Regions from separate parts of the Sus scrofa genome. Here region 1 is linked to region 2. The links are chromatin contacts, called in public HiChIP or PLAC-seq maps. All regions are on one chromosome and are shown on one strand. Each heading gives the region's core, a stretch centred on a gene start, on an enhancer-like site or on the middle of the called end of the contact. The rest is flanking DNA. Distances are from core to core; before and after follow the strand shown.

The links. HiChIP or PLAC-seq counts read pairs in DNA pulled down with a chosen protein or histone mark.
Region 1: an H3K27ac HiChIP or PLAC-seq map of alveolar macrophages shows a contact between it and region 2. The contact joins two enhancer-like sites. A contact is called at or near these places in 2 of 47 Hi-C or Micro-C datasets (embryonic fibroblasts and psoas muscle) and 2 of 2 datasets of contacts at active chromatin or transcription factors (alveolar macrophages and skeletal muscle).

Annotation. Positions count from the first base shown.
Region 1 is chr6:32,051,713-32,054,455 of Sscrofa11.1, forward strand. The region is part of intron 1 of CHD9 (chromodomain-helicase-DNA-binding protein 9); the gene reads right to left. Among named protein-coding and RNA genes, the nearest start is that of CHD9, 19 kb to the right of the region's middle. Within about 2 kb of position 1,394, at least 33 of the 83 cell types and tissues checked have an H3K27ac peak or open chromatin away from gene starts, as enhancers often do. A contact at or near this core is called in alveolar macrophages and skeletal muscle, where this site is marked.
Region 2 is chr6:31,932,420-31,935,119 of Sscrofa11.1, forward strand. CHD9 (chromodomain-helicase-DNA-binding protein 9) reads right to left here. Exons shown (of 40, transcript XM_021094174.1): 3 at 1-176. Among named protein-coding and RNA genes, the nearest start is that of RBL2, 130 kb to the left of the region's middle. Within about 2 kb of position 1,287, at least 66 of the 83 cell types and tissues checked have an H3K27ac peak or open chromatin away from gene starts, as enhancers often do. A contact at or near this core is called in alveolar macrophages and skeletal muscle, where this site is marked.

The DNA.
Region 1 (2,743 bases), core at 144-2,643, 120 kb after region 2:
ATCTGACTAGCATCCTTGAGGATGCAGGTTCAACCCCTGGCCTCACTCAGTGGGTTAAGGATGTTGTGAGCTGTGGTGTAGGTTGCAGATGCGGCTTGGAACTGATGTTGCTGTGGCTGTGGTGTAGGCCAGCGGCTACAGCTCCAATTAGACCCCTAGCCTGGGAACCTCCATGTGCTTCGGGTTAAAAAACAACAACAACAAAAGAAAAACACTTGGAGGCTTCTGTCATTTTATCACACTGAATCTGCTGCCAGTGGAGTTCTTACCAACAACCCTCCTACCCCCTTCAGAAGTTCTGCTCCTCTCCATGGTAGCTCAGAACTGGAGGCAACGAGGCAAGCAGATACTTCAGTCTCTGACCACATTCAAGTCAATCTTCAGGACAACTTAGAATTCATCTGCCCACGGAAGATACAGGTGACACCTTCCTTTCTCTCCGGCTCAACAAAACCATGACCAGTGACTGCGTGTATTAAAGGAGCTCTCCTCCACGCCCCCGCCCCCCCCCCAAAATCCCATTGCATTTCGAGGACAGCTTCTGCTTCTCATCTCTGTGAGAGAGAAGAAGCACAGAGTTGGGAGCTATTTGCCCAAAGACACACTTGGGAGGACTCTGAATAGTTGGCAGAACCATGCACGAAGCTTTGTTTTGTTTTGTTTTGTTTTTTAAGTTCAGGTTTCTTCCTGATTTGTAAGGTAAGCAGCATCTCCTCGCAATGGGATGATGCCTTCCCTGGAAGGCAGAGAGAGACCTGAAAAGGTTTCAGGCAAAGAGGTGAGCATGGACTTCTCTCCCTGGCATTGCCTTTAACTCTGCTAGTTAGATTCTTTTACTCTTGCAATTCCCTACACACAGGGAATGAGAAAGATGAGTGGGAGGAGATGAGAAGAGGAGAGGTTTCAGAGCAAGGGAAAGTACAGTGCACAAGCAATTGCCTGCAGCAGGGTGTGTGCATGAACCACTGAGTGTGTGTGTGTGTGTGTGTGTGTGTGTGTGTGTGTGTGTGTGTGTGTATCTGCATGCTCAGTTTGTATGCAAGCCATTTTGTTAGAAGTGTTGTTCCCATACTTCAGTAAATACAATACCCTCCGAAGAGAACCGTCAGGACTCCCGGCTCCAACCATCATGACTCCTGGCTCGCGCTCTTTCTCATCTCGCCAGTACACTGTTGCTAGTCATACTGAGAATATACATTTATTGAGCACCTTCTCAGTGTCTGTTGCTGTCATATGCACTGCGATTACACTGATGAACAAGAAAGACACATCCCTGGTCCTCAGGGGGCCCCCAGTTTAAGAGGGAGGCAGACAAGGGAATGGAAAGCTGTCATTTAGTGGGGCGGGCCCTCAGATAGGGGAAGTGGACATGGAGAGGGCAGGCAGGAGGAAGCGTGACCTGAGAGGCAGAGGGGAGGAGCAGGGTACGTTTTCTAGAAGAAGTGAGGTCTAGGCTGAGATCTGAAGGAGGAGTCGCAACTAGACAAGGAAAAGGGGAGGTGAGGGTTGGAGGCAGAGATGTGAGATCGGATTCCCCTAGCTTGATATGAACATGTGCTGTTTGAGCAAAGGCGAGTTCCATCCCAGGGAAGGGTTCAGGGGAGTTCTGAAGCCAAGCAGGGGACCAGTGTGGCCCTAGCCATAAGCCACCCTTAGAAATCTTTGTTCTCAGATTTAAACTGCTGAGTTAAAGGCACCAAAAATGCTCTCCAGTCCTTAGGGTGCTCGGAATATAGGGCAGAGAACTAAGTGTTCAGGGGACACTTGAATATACTCCCCTCTTGTGAAGAAGGACACAAACACTAAGGGTAAAGCCACAGCAGTAACCTGAGCCAGAACAGTGACAATACCGGATCCTTAACCCAATGAGCCACCATGGAACTCCCCAAATGGACTTTTAAACTCCAATTTACAACAGAGGCAGAGAATCTTCATACTTTTGTCCTCTCTCTCTCTCTCTCTCTCTCTCACACACACACACACACACACACACACACACACACACACACACACATTCACCTGGCAAGCTAGGCAGAGTGTCGCCTTTTTTTTTTTTTTCTTTTTAGGGTCGCACCTGCGACACACGGACGTTCCCAGGCTAGGGGTCCTACAGCTGCCGGCCTACACCACAGCCACAGCAGCGCGGGATCTGAGCCTCAATTGTGACCTACACTGCAGCTCAGGGCAACCCCAGGTCCTTAACCCCCTGAGCGAGGCCAGGCCAGGGATCAAACTCCCAACCTCATGGATCCTAGTCGGATTCATTACTGCTGAGCCACAACGGGAACTTCCCAAAGTGACTGCTTTTAAACCCTCACCTATTGCAAGCCTTCCCTCTAAACACTGTCTCATGGAAGCAGGGGTGGGATAAAAGTTCTTTCAAAGCAAAATGGGGGAAGGTGGAGGAGGGCAGAGAAAGCAGGGAGTGAGCAGGGGAAAAGGAGACACCAGCCCCACCCTCCTTCCCTGCACAATTCTGCTGTGAGCCAAACTCAGCCCAGGTCGGAGATGACTGGCAAGACGCAACCAGACAGACATCTCTCAAAGATGCCTGGGAGAGGCTGGTGTATCTCCCCAGAGCCTGGGCAATGTTATTTCCTGGGGCAAAGCAAGTCACAAAGGATGAAAGCTGATGACTGAATGTCTGGGCCAGGGTGGGAGGCCTTGCCAGGAGGTGGGGGTGGAGCGGTGGAAAGGGAGGAGGGGTGGAGACTTGGCTGGTTTCACACAGACACATCTCTTC
Region 2 (2,700 bases), core at 37-2,536:
CGTTCCCCACGCTCCTTTGCTTTTGCTATGGCTTCTGATATTATACGATTAGCCTTTTCTTGCTTGCTTTCTGATTCCACCTTTTTTCTCTGCTTCTTCTCGGACATGATCCTCACCTGGGAATTCTGCAACTTAGTATATGTCCCAGAACCATCACTCTTCTTGGAAGATGGAGGCTAGAGAAATCAAAACAATTTTTACATAATATACCAAGGTACATTTAAACACAATTAACAGAAATAACGAAAAAATCAGAATTAAGCTTAAAGAAGTAAAATATGAGTGTTACAGAATTAAAATTAAACATTTTGCTGATCTAGAAATTAGTGTAGGTATAAAATAAAAAGCTCAACTACTGCTTTTAAAAATGAAGGTTAAAAGAAAGATAATATGGATTCACTGATATTTTCATAGCATTCTTAATTAGCTGATTCAAATTTTGTCCTATAAATAGAGCTAATTCAAATGTAATCATGTAAATATTCTGGGCTTTTGGAATAAATAAAAGTCTTTTCTTTCCTCTTCACTCCGGAACTCTGAAAATTATTAATAATTTTTAAATAGTAATTGTAACTCAGAATGACTACTCCCTACAGTTTGTTATGATTTTTAGAAAAACAAAGCCTCTCTGCTTTGTAAGAAACTGGAACTAGAACCTGAAATCATTCAAATCATTGCAATGTGCAATCTATGCGGCAACACAGCTAGTTAGTAAACACATTCCCATACTTAAAATTAGAGAAAGTTTTAGTTTTTCTGTGAAAGAGTTAAATGAGAATTTTTTCCTCTTTCTGTATTACAATATTTTGCTCAAGCAATTCTGAGAAAAAAAACCCACCAAGTTTATAGTTTTCACATTAAAATTATTAATATTTTAGCAATATCACAGAAAGCATACCAACAGCATTTTTAAAAGAATAACCTCTTAAAACACGCATTCATCAACATATTCTTAGATCACAGTTTTGTTATGCTCTTACCCGTAAACATGCCTCTGACTACAGCAAGGGAAAAAAACACCAGGAATTTCCAAACACATTTTCATGCTGATTCCAGTGTGCTTCACTGGATATCTTTTCTATACCTGCCTCATCAAAGGTTTCATAGCAGTGCTGCAGCACTGGGAAAGGAAGGAGGGTTTAGAATCGCTCACTAAAATGCCACCTTAAGGCCTACAGGCTATAACAAATAACCAAGACGCGAGAAAACAGCAACAAGCTCAAGATGGCGATGCAGTACGACTCCCGCAGCAGCAGCCAGTAATAAGGAAGGTTATTCAATCCCATTAGCCTTTTAGCCCAAAGAACCCCTCCTCCTCCCACTCATTCAGGCTTTCACTTACCCTTCCTCTTGGCCTCTTCACTGAAGACATTTTTGGCGTCAGACAAAGGCTTGCCCTCTGCTTTTTCACCACCCCAGGCAGTGCTCAAGAAAAAAGCATTGAAAGAAGATTCCTAAATGGCCTATTTAGCAAGCTGCAACCAAGAGATGCACAACCCTCCACAAATACACATTGTGATTTATCAACACATTTCTGCCTTGGCAAGTTTATATCCACTGTTCATCCTATTTAGATATGAAAAAGGCCATAAACCCCTCCTAAAAAGCTGAGTTTCCTCAATAGCTGTAAGCAGATAGCCAGATTCCAACAAAGCACAGAAAGAAATGAATGCACAAAGCATCAAAATGCATCAGCATGAATATTAGAGATGTCGTTAAAAATACTGACTCCTTCTGCGGAAGTAGGCCAGCAGATGGTGCTACCAGTTATTATTCCATTAGACTCTGCAATTTAACCCCCAATGGACTGTTCTTCCCTCCGTGTAACAAATTAACTCTCACTCTACCATTTCCTGTAGTAAAGTTTAAAAAATATACGTAAAAACCTGATTTAAACAAAAAATCATCCGAAAATGAAAACTGCAGTGAAACAGCTTTATGTAGCTATTAAAAAGACAAAATCAAATGCAATTTTTACCAGAGAAAAACACTTTCCTCCATGCCACTCTAACATACTTAAAGTAGAAATACAGCTCAAGACCAACAAAGGGTTAAAGAGGAGGTCATGCAAATGAACACATAACAAGTGACTTCTCTTTAAGAAATTAGATAAGGTCTCATTATTGCAACAAAAAGCTAACAACGTTATTTTTTTAAAAAAGAAATGAAGGTATTTTCGTTTAAATTCTAAAAAGCAGCTTAGGACTTTGACATGAACACATGAGACCTGTCTATGAAGAGTAACAAACTATACTTAATTTTTTTTCTTTATTTAAATCTGGATAAATACACTTGTTTTCCTAAGAAAATTCATTTAAAAAATTCCTGATGTTTACTCTTCACATTCTAATTCAATTGAATTAAGTTTTTCAGATAAAGTTTTAGTTTTAGTCCCTTGTTAAAAATAAATAAGTAGCAAGTCCTCTTGAATTTGATCATTAATATCACTTTTCATATACAAAATACTGAGACTGTTTAAGCATGAGATGACCTTAAATACCTAAAAATTTTCACTGCTTCAAAATTCAAGTTTATTGCTTTCATTAATATCATTTTTTTCAATTGGTCTTGGCAAGTCATCTGATATCTCTGTTAAACTTTTTCAGTTCTGTTTTCTTTTAGGCATCAGAGACCTCAAAATGGAGCAGCATTATATGAACAGTCTTAGAAAGACCAATCTACATAGCAGGAGAGGAAATT